2 separate regions of the Dromaius novaehollandiae genome follow, and region 1 is linked to region 2. The links are chromatin contacts, called in public Hi-C maps. All regions are on one chromosome and are shown on one strand. Each heading gives the region's core, a stretch centred on a gene start, on an enhancer-like site or on the middle of the called end of the contact. The rest is flanking DNA. Distances are from core to core; before and after follow the strand shown.

What was found. Hi-C and Micro-C count contacts between places; a contact is called where the count stands out from the background.
Region 1: a Hi-C map of brain shows a contact between it and region 2, with 5 times the contacts expected there. The contact joins two enhancer-like sites. A contact is called at or near these places in 2 of 4 Hi-C or Micro-C datasets (brain and ovary).

The regions. Positions count from the first base shown.
Region 1 is chr1:75,587,289-75,594,843 of bDroNov1.hap1, forward strand. No RefSeq gene overlaps it. Among named protein-coding and RNA genes, the nearest start is that of WNT7B, 150 kb to the left of the region's middle. Within about 2 kb of position 2,078, at least 1 of the 2 cell types and tissues checked has open chromatin away from gene starts, as enhancers often do.
Region 2 is chr1:75,458,526-75,465,581 of bDroNov1.hap1, forward strand. No RefSeq gene overlaps it. Among named protein-coding and RNA genes, the nearest start is that of WNT7B, 20 kb to the left of the region's middle. Within about 2 kb of position 2,861, at least 1 of the 2 cell types and tissues checked has open chromatin away from gene starts, as enhancers often do.

The sequences.
Region 1 (7,555 bases), core at 828-3,327, 130 kb after region 2:
CTTCCATAGAAACACATGAGCAGGCATGAGAGAAACATGATTTAAAACTAAACTAAATGAACAAATACATGTAAATGCAGTAATAGGTAAGAAAATAACAGTATTCTTAAACGATGTCCAGCAGAATTTATAAATATTTTCCTGGCTGTAGCTCACAGGAGAAGATTGCTTTTATAAAAGAAATACACTTAGACTGCAGATTGTAATAGTAACTGAATAAAAGTAATGGTTTATTTTGAGGAGAAAATGAACCAAAATCTCCTTTGTTACACTGATAATGTAGAAGTACTCTTTTGAAGATAAGATTTGTCTCAGATTAACTTCAGCAGAATTAATCTGCATCTGGGAAGAGAATGTGGACAGTTGTTTTCACTGTAGGAAATAAAATCTCTACTTTTTTCCCTCCAGTCTTGGGGTCTTTACTCAAAGGAAGAAGTTATTTTGATGATATTACATAGGTTTTCGAGACTTAAAAAAATTTAAGATGTTCATTAGGTCAGTGACCATTTTATGTACAGAAGGTCAGTGCAGATTCAGATAACTTTATGGAAGAACTGCTAATTATTTTAATTACAGCAGCATACCGTAACTATTCCGTTCCTGTGTGTTCCTTTACAGATTTGCATGCCTGCAGCTGTATTTTAAAACTTACTTCTGCATATGAATAGCTTGGTTATAAATGGGAATAAGAAAATTACATTCAAGATTTTTTAAAAGTTGACTTTAAACATCTAAGTTCATTTTTTAAAAAGCCTATTAGCAGCACTTCTGCGGTTGAAAGAAGTACCAAGGATTTTTGTGAAGTCGAAACAAAACTCTTAAGTAGGAAAAGGTGCAAAATACCACGTGAAAACATCTCTCGCCAACAAGGCCATGAATGTACATGATGAACCTGAAAGATAAGATAGATTCCTGAGCGACAGGTTCTACCTTTGAAATATGAGACAACAAATTATTTCACTGCTGTATATTGAAACCAATTAGTAAGTATAGCATAGGAAATAAATAAAAAGTGTGTGCAGAAAATACAATCCAGAAGTTATCCAGTAGGTTCATAACTGGAGAGCTTTGGTATAGGGAGAGGTAGACTAAGTAGAATTTTAAAATAAACTATGAGATTATTCCCAAACAGTGATACAAAAGGCAGTGAAAGAGAGTTGGCCTATGATGAAAATAAGAACAACCATTTCTTCATACTGGTTTTGAAGAAATGTTCTAATGTTCTTCCTTGTACATCATTAGTTCATCTAATATGTAGTATTCTATAATAGTAGTTATTTTGTCAGGAAAGTTACCTGGAAACAGAAAATAGATTTTCATTTGGCAGACATAAGTGCAGAGAAGCTCCTAGGTGAAGATATATCTGAATGAAGGGGATTAGTTACCCGAGGAGGACATAAATAAGAACAGACAAAATAAGAAGTACAGAAATTAATTGGTGGTATACAGAAGGTAGACTGGGAGATTCTGTTTTCCCTGTCTGCAATAAAAGGATTATGCAACATTCATAAAACAATAAATTGGTAAAAACAAAATAGATTATATTTTTTTCCTTTTAAACATAGTCTACAGTTAAATTGAAGATATTTTTTAAGCTGTGTTTGCAGAGAGCATTGCTGAAACCAAAAATTAAGTCATGAAAATACCAGTGGTAGATCTTCATTGGTGCACAATGCCATGCCTCCGTGGTCTTCTGCTGAGGGTATGTCTCATAATACTTAAACATGTGGTTACCTAAGAAAACTATATGGGTTGCTTGCCGTATAAAACCTCTCTACTACAGGCCTAATTCAGATTTAAAATCTCAAAGGAATACATTTCTAATGTTAGCAGATTATACAGTGCCTGGATATTGCTTTTTCCTCCAAAGCAGTGAGTGACCAATGTTGGAGGCAGCACTGGAAGAGTAAGGCAATGCCCACAATACCCTTACATGCTGCAGTGCTGAGGCCCACAGCAATTTTCTGCTTAGGACTGCAATATGTCAGCCGGTGGCCAGGTCAGAGGGGCGATCTGGCTTCGTAGCTTGCCTGCACCAGCCTCGCATGCCCCATGGGACAGAGAGCAGTGGCTCACATCTGTTGCTCCGCTTGCAGCCCCGTACCTTGCAGAAAGAGCAGCTGCAGCTGAGCGGAAGCCAGTTCCTATGGGGCGGGGTGAGCCTTTTGAATGCATGTGTGTAATCATGCAGTCCATTTACTCAGGCTGCGAGCTTCTTCCCAGGGTTTGATTCTGGGAGAAGTTTTGCCCTTTTGTTTGTAGTTTTCGCATTCAGCGTTTCACAGCCAGTTCAGCTTTGGCTACTTCAAGTCCTCTAAAAATCACTTGAGCCTAACAATGGCCCTGGCAGGAACCTCTCGGGGCCCAGGTTTTCCCTTGTGGTTCATGCAGTATGAGTCTGACCTATTACACGCCACCTCTAAGTCTGTGTTTGAGCTGGTTTTGTTCTCACTGAACAGGAAACAGAGCTTAACATAAAAATTTCAAGGAAGGTATCAGAATCAGGATCGGAGTCAGCCCTAGTGTAAATGAGTACATCTCCATCAATTTCAGGAGATAAATGCTGGCTCATGGGTTGCTGTCCTCTGGTTTTTGCTATGATCTGTTAAGCATATTTGCTATAATTTCTTTCTTTCTCCCCAGGGAGGATTTTTCCATACATATATACACATATATACATAAATAAAATTAGGATTGATATCTTAAGTATCAAGTGACAGAGTATATCTACCCAGTTCAAGATGTAACTACTTACAGTGTGTTTAAAGATCAGTGGTTATAAAGAATATTACCTGACTGTAATAAAATTATTTTGGAAGATTTACAGGGTGATGTCTGCTGGATGACAGGTCAGTGCAGGGTTGAAGCATTAATTTTAAATATGTGCTTGTGCGTGTGTGTATCCTTAAGGAGAATTAAGGAATTTCCTTTGCAGACAAAAAAAAAAAAAAAAAAAAGAACCCTAACAGGCAATCCATGAAATAATATCCGTTGAACTAGAGAACAGTAATATCTGGTAACTCAGAATGTGCAATTTGACCCTTTCGAGCTTTCACTGCGCTGCTTTTCTGTCAGCAGTACCTTTCTTAACATGGCAAAGTTTGAATGTTTTAAAAAGTCCTTTTCCTCACTCAATTTGCAAAGTATAGCATCACAGAAAGTAGCATTGAAGAGACCCCCAGATGTTATGTTGGCCACTCCTTTGCCCAGAGAGAGGATAAGCTGTACTTCATTCCCAACAGATATCTGTCTAACCTGTTTTTAAAAACCTCTAAGGAGTGAAATCCCACAATCTCCCTGGGCAGTGCTTCACTCTATTCATGCTGTAATTTTTTTTTCCCCCAGAGTAGCCTAAATCTCCCTACATCATTCACTTTATGATGATCTGAAATGTAGTGCTGTTTGCTTTTAGAAAACTGTATGAGCAACTTGGCTGCTAGATAATTGCTCAGAGTTACTTTGGCAGTCTCAGACTTCAATCCTACGATGATAAATTCTTGCCAGTTCTTTGTGATTTTTATGTCTGTCTCATGGTATTTGGTGTTTTTCCCGAAGCTACAGTTACTGAGTCACAGATCTTCACTTTTATTTCAAAAAGAAAAAAACACTACTCTCCCCCCCAGTTGAAGCAAAATATTTGCAAAGGCTTAAAAGTGAGAAGACAAAGGAATTAGCAACTATTTTTTTTCAAGCTTCATTTATAAATTTGGGGGGGGGGGGGGGTTGAATGCTTGTGCTGCTCATTATTAGAAGTTCTGACCCTACACTTAGGTGAAACTCCGTTAACTTGCCTGGGTTCTGTGCAAGTACAGAAGTCAGCCCAGATTACTGAACCTTAAACCTTAGTAATTTATAACTGCAAAGATATGTTTCTGCTGCTTGCAGAGCCAGTATCGATTTGAGTGCTATCTTGTAGTGCCCAAGATTGATGATGGTTAATAAACTGTATTTTATGAAGCTGTGGGAAATGATGTTTGCAATCATAGCACCATAACAGTATCAAACCATGATAAAGGTGTGTAAGTGCTTGTCTAAAAGTGTCGAAGGTTGAAGTGGTTCAGAAAGTTTGGTAAACAGAGAGCTGTACTGTTACATACTCTTACACAATGAAAGAGAAAATACTAAGGGAAAGTGTTCAGAGTGGCAGATCATTCATATCTTTCAAATTCATTTTTAGGAGGAATATGGAAGGCATTTCCCTGCTTTGTCACATTTATACATTTCTTTTAAAATGTGAGTATTACTTCATTTAGTAACATTTACACAAAAATATGTTTTTATGACAAAATAACCTCATATATATGTAAGAAATACTAAATCACAAGGATCTGTGACTTAGAAGTAATGTTTAGGCTTTTATAGATCTGCATTGAACTGCAGCTGCTTGTTTCAGGAGAGTTTTGCAGTTTTTTAGAAAATAAAATTAAAGGGTCAAGGCAAGAAAAATACCAACTGTCCTTCAGTTTGTATATGATTAACACACACCAGATGACTCTTATAGGATGGATTATGAGTTGTAGCTGAACAAATTTAAGTACAAAAGTGGAACTTCTCAAGTTAGCAAAATATTAAATGCCCCCTATAAGTTTGTCTTGGTATCACTGGTAGCTTGTTAGAAAGCTCAAAATAGTTAATTCTGTCGTCTCCCTGCCCTAAACCAAAACACATCTGGTATTTGTTGGCTTTCTGCAAATGATGGCTGGATGTAGTGGCTTTGACTCTGTTTCATTGTGATTAAGCTTGTTAAGATTTTATGTTTTTAGTATCTGTTTTACAACATTTTCATTACTGTGTTTTTTATTAAGGTTCAAGTGGCTTGTGTTTTTATGGTTGCATCTGGTCTGTGTAAACCCTTCTCCAGTTTAAAAAGCTACTTGTCTCGGTACTGGACATGAGGGAATTTTGAAGTATAGTGGGATGCTTCATGTGTACGTGTCGATTATATGCTGATACCTAGAAAACACTTTATTCTGGGCTAGCTAATAATAATCTTATTACCTAAAATATGGAAAAGGATTTGCATCTGTGTTTATATGTTTGTGTATTCTCGTATGTGTATGTTTGTTATTTCCAGATTTGAATATTTTGCAACATTTGTCTTGAAAGCAAGACTAGTTATTTTTGAAAGGTGGTTCAGAATGTCCTTGGAGTACGTTTTAGCGTGTGTGCGTGTATGTGTACGTGTATTTATATAATATGTAACCCTAATATGTTATTGGATTAATACTTTTTTGTAAGTGTTTAAGAAGAAATCCTGACTGTGCTGAAGTCGAGGAATCTTGAGTTTTCTTTCCCGTGAAGATGATACAATGTTTTCTTTCCAATAATTGTGTGAATTACTGATTTTTTTTTAATGTTATGCTGGCTGCATGTTTTATAAGCTCCTCATACAAAAACTATTTGATTTATGTTTAGAAAGGAGAAAAGAATATTCTCTTGTTTTAGTCCTGCAGGTTGCTATATTTCTAAAAAAGTGAGATGGGACAACTACAAATAAAATTAATTAAAATAAGTTAAAATAATGGTGTATTAAATAACTAGTTTCTGAGACTGTAAATGCACTCAAAACAATGTTTTCTGAGTCTTTTTCTTGTTTGTTGTTTTTATTTTCATAACCTTTTTCAAGAGCTTGTCCCAAAGGCCTGCAAACTTGATGGCAGTCTTTGCTTTAATCAAGACCGGACCATCTGTAGAGGTATTTGTCGTGTACAGCATTTGTTGAGTACTGAAGTACTTTTAATGGACGAGGATGACTGTTTGCAGAAATGTGCAAACATTTAACAAGTTGAAACATCAAGCATTCTTTCTCTTAAATTCTTTTCTCTAAAATCTGTTAACGTACCTGTGGTTGTAATAAGGACTTTGTTACGACTTCTGATAGTGATACAGTTTTCTCATTAATAACTGTATCTGCACTTTACATCTTTTGGCTGCTTTTTCCCTGTCTTTTGTGCATCAAAAATGACTGTTCTACATGAACTTTTCAAAGAGCAAATTGTCCGAATCCTATTGCTGTTAGGTACTCTTGAAAATTATAGTTCTTGCTCGTAACGTACCTCACAGTGTCACCAAAGTTCTCTGTTTATTGTTTCTCATTTTTTCCTTTTGCTCCCCCAGCACAGGCTGCCTGTCCATACTGTTAGGCATTCCCACTTTCTTCTATGAGCTGAATTTTGTTAATGACTCAAGCAATATACCTTACATATCTAAATGTATATACATTAACATATACATATCTAGTTGTACCTGTTTTACACCTTACATGTTTTACCCTTTTACACTTTACATCTTACGCATAAACACAGATGTGCACACATACACAAAGTTTCCACAAAAAGTAGGATGGGAGTAAAATATATTCGTTGATGCTGATAAAGAAATTGTGCTCATGTGGCACTGGTGGTTTTTCATGCCCACTTTATTTGCTCTTTTGGGTTAGTCAGTGCACTCAAGATTTAGAGGTGGTCTGCATCAGCCAAGTTTGTATCAGCCTGACAACGCACGCAGGCCCTCTGCCTTCTGAGGATTCTTTTCTGAAGAGCCTCCTGACTTTTTAGGAGAACGCTGTTTCCTCGGCTGAGGCAGCCGGAGCGCTTTGGTGCACTCACGCTCATGTCATTCAGCGAGTATGAGGGGGTGGAAAGAACTAAGGCAACGGCAGAATTGGAAGAAGTCACAAAATGTCTGTTTTGTGTTGGGTATAAAGCTGTACGGATGCTGCAGTTGTGTGAAGCTCTACCAGTTTTTGGATCCCTTCAGTTCTTTTGTATGAGAGGGGAACGCTTGGGTAACAAAGGCTTTTGTGGATTTTAAGTGGAGAAAGTTCTGAAATAGCTGTTGCCTCATTGTAGTATTAGGGGGCATGGGAGAACTCAGTCTCTCGTGCTCAGCCGAATTAGTGAGACCAGGGAAAGACTAGTTTAGTGCCTTGAAACTACGAGAGTATTTTCACATTATTAAGCATGGCAGTTCATTTATGTGCATCTGTAGTTTGAGAAGAGAAAGAATGAACATGATGTCTGCAGAGTTTACATCTTGTTGCTGCAGCACAGGCCTGACAATGAAAAAGCAAAACCTAACCCAAATAAATATATGCCAGCTCCTTGAAGAACAACTTCTGTGTAATCCTTAGGATAGATTGAGCTTTTAGCTGGTGGTTATTAAAAGGAGTGTCTCACTTCTATAGTGAGATTTGAGATGTTCCTCCACAGGCAAGGTGATGGAACAAAAGTTGTCTTCATGAGGCCTGAAAATTATTTTTATTTGTGTTTTTCTGTGGTTGTCCCTGTCTTTCTGTAACTTCTGTAAAAGCAATTAGGGCCATCTCCTATCACTAGTGAGCTATAACCCAAGGGCTAATGGCCATAAGTTTTCAGTGTAAGATTGCTTTTTCTTTCTCATTGGAAAGTGCTTCTTTTCTTAAAAAAAAAAAAAAAAAAAGTGCTATTTAAAGGATTTTGCCTACATAAAACCATTATCCTTTTTTTTTGATTGCTCTTGCTTTATCTATTGTAAAAGCATAATATTTTATAATTTAGTAGACTATAATAGACAT
Region 2 (7,056 bases), core at 1,611-4,110:
TAACATTACTCCTTACTCTTCAGATCCAGTTCCTCTGACTGTGACACAACAATTCCCTTTTCCTACAACAAAAAGGCATTCTTTTATAGTATGGTTTTATTTCCTTAACTTATTGGAGGGACTGATGATTAAGCTGTATTCAAAATATGTCAATTCATACATGCTGATTTTATAACTTATCATATCTTAAAGCCAGAAACACTGAAGTAATTGACAGCTTGCAAGTGACACAGGCAACCATCAAAACATGTAATAAAAACTTGTCCATCTTTTCACACAAGATGGCGCTGCAGATTACTCCAAGTAAGAGTTTTGGGAAGCTGTGCAATACATACTGGAAGTTGTCAGGTTTCCACCACTTACTGTTTTAATTCTTACTATTTGAAGGGACTTAAGCTGTGCTCTCCATTAAAACATATTAGTCTGAGGATTGTGAGAAAGCCATTTTTAATGAAGTATTGTTCTACTGGAATAAGTCATACTATAGACAAAGTGAAACTTCTGTATCTGGAAACTACACTAGTGTAACTAGTGTAAGTAAGGGATTGCCAATCGAAGGATATGATTATGATTACAACTGCAAAACTTTAAAATGTAAATGGTTCCTACTGTTGGTATTATTATGATGTAGTCCTTCTCACAGCATTGTTTATTGAATGATACAGTGCAGCATTTATGCACAGAAGTGAGCTTCCCCATTTAAAAATCTCCCACTGCTAGACTTGTGTGCTTTGGCACTTAAACTGAGATTTTTAACGCCATTTCAGTGTCTGAGTGCCAGTGAAGTAAGAGGGAACAGGGCAGCAAAATAAAGTGCTACGGTGCTGTGCAATAAATGTAATTCCTTTTTGGAGGAGATAGATTCTGAAAGTACTGGATGGCATCCAAAGACAGAGGTCAGCTCAGCTTTAAAAATATTTGGAATTAAGGGTCTTCCTCCTAATTTTTCCCAGTCTAAAAGAGGGCTGACCTTCCAGCATTTTTCATGGCATAAGATGTGGTACACATTTTTGTACACATTATTGCAAAAAGAAGTGAATAATGAATATCATATCCTGACTGAGGTTGTTACTATCTCTTGTGGAGAAGTGTTCTTCTAACTGACCATACTGAAGTTGTGTTCTGTAGTTTATGAAGGGTGCAAATTCATACACACCCCTTTCTACTTTTCTGTAATTCCAAAACAATACTGTCTTTAAAATACTATTTACTGAGCCTGTGCATATGGAAGTTTTAGGAATAATATATATAGTATCAGATAATCCTTGCTTTTTAAGAGTAAACTTGGAATAAAACCCTGATTACCTGCACAATTAATGTTTGTCCACAGCAATTTGCATGCCTGAATAGTTTAAAAATTAGGGCCTAAAAATGAAAACCGAGTAAAGCCTTCATTTTTGTACTTGAAAAGATTCCGCAGAAATCATGGTAGTTCACAGCACATAAATAATTCAAGCCAAGTTTCCTCATTTTTTTCCTTGATGAAATCCGCTTAGTACTTCCTAATTAAATGAAAGTATTTTATAAGCCAACATTTTGTGACATCACAAGAATATTTTAAATCACGGATTAGACAGGCTGAATTTACATTTTTTTTGTTATTTGCAATCCAATATTCACAGCCCTTTCAAAGGAACTATGAACAATCAATAAAGATTTAATGACGTGGCTACATGTTTTTAAACAGAATATAAAATTCTACGCTGATTTTTCACATCAGCTCAGTTTGGCTTTAGCCAGAAATTCGGCATTTTTGTCTTAAAATGCCCAGGTGGTAAATAACAGAAGGGAAAAGGCCAACCTGCTTCCATCTGGAGAAAAAATCACAGAAACAGCGGGGGAGGGGGGGGGAGCACTGACACTGCAGGCGATCGAATCAGCGTTAAAAGATGTGTATTTCTTCCCCTAAACCATAATGCGTTTTTTAAAGGTCGTTTTCCCCTCCGCCTGCCTGCCCGGCGCCCCGGTCGGACGGACCCAGGCAAAGGCAGCGCGGCAGGACTCCCTTGACAGATGCCTCCCCTGCGCGGCCCGCGGAGCCCGGCCCGACCCACGGCCCCGAGCGGCCGGGGCAGCGGCGGGGGGAGCGGCGGGGGGCGCGGCGGGGGGCGGCGGCGCGGCGCCCGCGGCGCCCGGCAGAGGGCGCCCCGCGCCCGCCGCACGTTGCTCGAGCCTGTCAGTCACCGCGCAGAGAATATTCTGGAAGCGGCTGTTTACGTTGCCCGTCCGAGACAGCGTTTAACCGTTTCGTCAGGGGCTTAACCGTTTCGGGCCGGCATTAGCGTGCAGCCGGCTTTCCTCCGGCACAGACCCGGTGAAGCGGGGAGGCATCGCCGCCCGTGTGCCCGAGGAAGGGCTCCTGCGGCGGCTTGGGCACCCCCCGCGGGTGATCGCGGGTCACTCAGAGCCAGCCCCAAGCCCCGTCCCCCCCCCCCCCCCCCCCCGTGCGGCGACACCGTTGCGTGGCTGCACGCGGGTTTCCAGTGCAGACGGACCACACACGGACTGGGGGGCGGGCGAGTTGTTGCTATAACGTTGTGTTTAAGCTCAGCCTGAAAACCAATTGTCAGTGGGAGGGTGTGTGAGTAGCAGGGGAGGCAGGCGAGAGGAGGAGGCTCCATCTCCCCGCTTGGCACGAAGCTGGGATCGCTTCGCTGCCAGCTTGATACCCCACACACACACCTCCCGGTCCTCATCAGGATGGGGAAGAGAAACGGTGGGCGAGGGTGCCCCCACTTTTTCCCTGGCTCCGCCGCTGCTCTCCTCGCTGCCGCGCTGCCCGCCGCCATGCAGCTGCAGGACCTGGCGCAGCTGCCGCTGCCGGGCTCACAGCCGGCCCCCGACCCGCCTTCTCCTCGACTTCCTCCATTTTCTTTCTCCACCCCTCGCTTGCTCGGGGCTTTCCTCGACCCTTTCGGTGCCCTGCCTTCCCCACTCCGTGCGTGTCGGCGAACGCTGCAGCGACGAGGCAGATGGCTCCCGCCGCCGCCCCGGCCGCACGCACACACTGACAGGACCCGGCCGCGCCTAGCCCGCCCTTTTTCTCCGGGGCTGGGAGGGAAGACAGGCAGTGGCATGGAGGGAAGGCGGCGGGGCCCGCCAGGTGGGGGGAAACAGCGAGGCGGGAGTCCCGCTGCCCGCCGCGGGCAGGAAGGGGTGAAATTTCCCCCTCCCCCCGCGCTCATGGGGCCCGAGGCGCTTCGCGCTGCCGTTAGTGCGCGGCGCCCTCCGCCTGACGGACCACCTGCTCGGCGGGAGGGAATGGGGCGGCCGCCGCCAGCGGGCCCAGGGGAGGAGGGCACCTCTTCGGGGGCCAGGGAGACCGAAGAACGGTTGAGCAGTACGGGTATATCTGCACCCCCCCCCCCCCCCCATACACATCGTGGCGATCAAAAGCAGCCCCGGCGCCCAACCACACAAACCCTCCGAGCAGCTAAAAGCGGCAAGAGAGGGAGGCGATCGGAAGAAACAACGCAGACATCTTTATTTTCACTGTCCTCACTTTCTGGCCCTCCCTACCCTCCACCAGGTTAGGTGACAGGCTTACTTTCTTGTTAGGTCTTCTGTCTGGAATAAAGATTTGACCGGGGCGATTTCCTCCTTCCTTGGTTTTCTTTTCTTTTTTTGGGGGGGTGGGGTGGGGTACTTTTCGGCACTATGAAACTCCAGCGCTGGTGCTGACGGCATGCACTGAAGCAGGGTGGAGGAAGCTGTAGGTGCCTTTTTTTGTGCGCTCGTGTGCGCGAAAAGTCCTTGTCGCCCTGTGACAGTTACATCCCATTTCTCTCCTCCTCCTTCGTGGCGACTCGTTGCGATCGAAGTTGCTTGTGGACGTAAGGCGGGTAGCAGAAATCACCCGTGTCCATCGCACCGCGCTCGGAGCCATTTGCCTCGCCGGCGGCGGTTGCGCGGGCGGCCGCCGTGCCGCGGCCCCGCCGCTGCGCAACCTCCGCACCCGCGGCGGGGTGCTGGGTGCCCGACGCGCCCCGCCGCCTGCGCCCCGCTTTCGTTACACGGCGGGGGGCGGGCAAAAAAAACAGGCAGCAAGAAGAAATCGCGTCGCCTTCTTAATAGTCATTAGGCTCCTTCAGAAATTCCAGAATTAATGCTTTCATTGCTATTTGATGTAATCATACCCTCCATTGTTGTTATTATATTCCAGTATGCAAGAAATGCAGAACCGGGGCCTATACGTGCTAGCTGTTTAAAATTGCAAGGATGTCTTCATACTGCTTATGTGAAATGACTCTTTTCTCGTTTCTTACCTCTTTTCGTTTTTTAAATCGTTAATTCCAATAAATTACCCAAGTATGAAAATTCAGAATGCTGCTATCAGCCCTTTATCTCCTATGTAATAAAGCACACAATACTCAGGGGCCCTTGAAGTATATTTTAAAGACAAGCTTGCTGAAATCATATCGATTATTTTAAAGCATGTATATTGCTGCCATGTCGCAATTTTTACGAATTTATTGGTAGAGGAGATGGTGCGTAAATCTCTGAAGCTCTGCATTTTTTACTGTTTTGGAAGAGGTAGCTCGTTACTGGGATTTTTCTCTATCACAATCTAAAACTTTTCCTAGGTTAGGCTGTGCATTTTAATTCTGCCAACCCTGCAGTCATTAGTCATGAAAATAGCTAATAACTAAGGAATGTACCATTATAAAAGAATCTGGAGATATTATGTAAGGAATGGTACAGTCATATTTTATCACTGTAGTTTATCATACGGCTTAGATTCACTGAGGGCTCCCTGTGTTTAAGCCGTTTTACTAAGCACTGTATATATTAGAAATAAAGACAGTGCCTGCCTAGAAAAGCTGCTTCTGTTACTGATTTTGCACTACCCCGGGACTAATTTGTCCCGATATATTTAAAGATGCAGTTTCAATCACAGAAATGTCATTCAAAATACCTCAATCCTCGGTATACCCGTTATTTAAACATTGAACTATTTTAGGACGTTGTAAGAGGCCTAGTACAGAGATACGTGATTCCTGCCTTGTGCAGGAAATCTAAAAGAAACTGCAGACAAAAAGGCGAGTAAAGGTTCATTCCCTCCGTGCTGGGAACGTAGTGGAAGAAAAGAAGAGCAACAGTTCGGGGCAGTAATTACGAACACGTAGTAGTGTGTTGCTGATCTCTGGCCCTAATCTTTTTCTGCTTTTCCCCCTTTTTTTATTTCCTGAGATCGTGACAGAGGTAACGTTTTGCCTTTAGGTCTGTTGTCATTTTTTTAAACTATTTGTGTTACTAGTTTAACAATCAGGGAACAAACTGGCCGGGCCCGATGCGGCGGTTTTGCGCAGCCCAGCCGACACGAGCAGAGGCAGGAGGAGCGGGGAGTGCCGGCTGTTACCCTTCAAAACGGTTCGGGCTGCGCTTTCTTCAGTTCCCGCGGGAGCTTAATTTATTTTACTGCGTTTGAAAGATGCAGGCTAGGCTCAGGACTGCATTTCAGACACATCACAGTTAAACATTTGGGGACTGAGCTTTTATTTATGACCCGCCTTGGAGCAAAAATCTGATCCGTTGCAGAGGCCAGACCCGCACAAAAAGAAATTGTCGATGTCGGAGGGCATTACTTGTTTCCCGGCCCCCCAGCAGTTTTTCCATGCGATACTTAGTTCACGGCCCTTGCTCTCTAAGTTCGCTGCCCGCAGGTAGGTCCCAATTCTGTAGCGATTTACAACTGAGTTTAACACTCCGAGTATGTATTTTTAGACCCGCTCTAGGAATAGACTCTCAGTGTTTAAAAAGAGAATGAGCGAGTTTGCAGATCATACTATAAAGTGCAGCTGTCACTGTGCTAACATCGTCTATAATCATTTCTCCTATATGATTGCCTACCTTTTTACACTTCAGCTTTTGCACACTGTTTCTACAGTGCTCACATCTGTTTATGTCATCTTCGGAGCGTGGTACAGTGAATCAGGGATTGAAACGAAGTCGTTAGGGTTTCTTGTTTGTTAATGTAGGTACTTAAAAGGCTATTTAAATCCATAGTTAGGCCTCTATTGAGAGATGGCCTGTTTTTTCGTAAGGGCTGAGTATACAGCAGCTCCTACTGAGATCAACAGGAATAGTGAGTGCTTAGCAAGTGGGAAAATACTTTTTATTTGTATATTATAAATGGAATTGAGAGCCTAAGTGTGTGTTCGTCTTTCAGTAGGTTTGACCAACTCTGGGTTTTTCTATTTGTGAGCACTCTTGCATTCCTCATAGAATATATTATACCCCCGGTAAGTGGAGAGTGACTGGAAATCGCAATGAAGTTTCAGATAAATAATAATTTTCCCGGAGCAATGGTGAGGAAATTATATGGATCATTAAAACAGTTAATGGGTCGTTAACAAAATTACCAGAAGCATGAATGAAAGCAAAATATTTCGGGGTGCTTACTAATACAGTTTAAGTTTCTTTCACTCTGCCTTGGTGAGAACAGTTGCAAAGCAACTGCCTTGTTTCTACCGTGTGGGAACACCCGCTTATTGAGGAACTAGCGGACAGGCAGGTGTGTGAGCCTGATAAGACGTCTGTCCGTCGGTGTCGCTGCCGGGGGATCACGCTATGCTCCCTGCAAAACGGAGGTGACAACCGCTGCAGCGGGCAGTTGCCTCGCGTGTCCCCTTTGCTCGGTCCCACCGCCTCGCCAGCACCGCACAAGCCAAAGATGTGTGCGGGGAAGGTAGGGAAAGATCACGCGGATTTTTCGGACTGGGTCGCTCAGATCCGCAAACGAGCAGCAGCACTTCTTGCCGATTTAACAGCTCTTGCCTTGGAAAGGCATCATCGCCTCCAAGCTTCAAACGATAGTCATAATGCATCCGCATGGAAGAAATAGGTAATATGTGTTTGGCTTGGCGTCAATCTCTTCGCTCAAGGCTGAAGTGAGAAAGGAAAATAAATGCAGCTCTTTAACAGGGGACATCCAGCGATAATTCTCGGAGGGCCTCATTCTGTTCCAAGTCTACAGAAATTTTGTCTTTGACTTAAGGAGTACGGTCGGGCCCCTCGTCCTCTTGTACATTCTTTTTCCTTCCAGAAATTCTTATA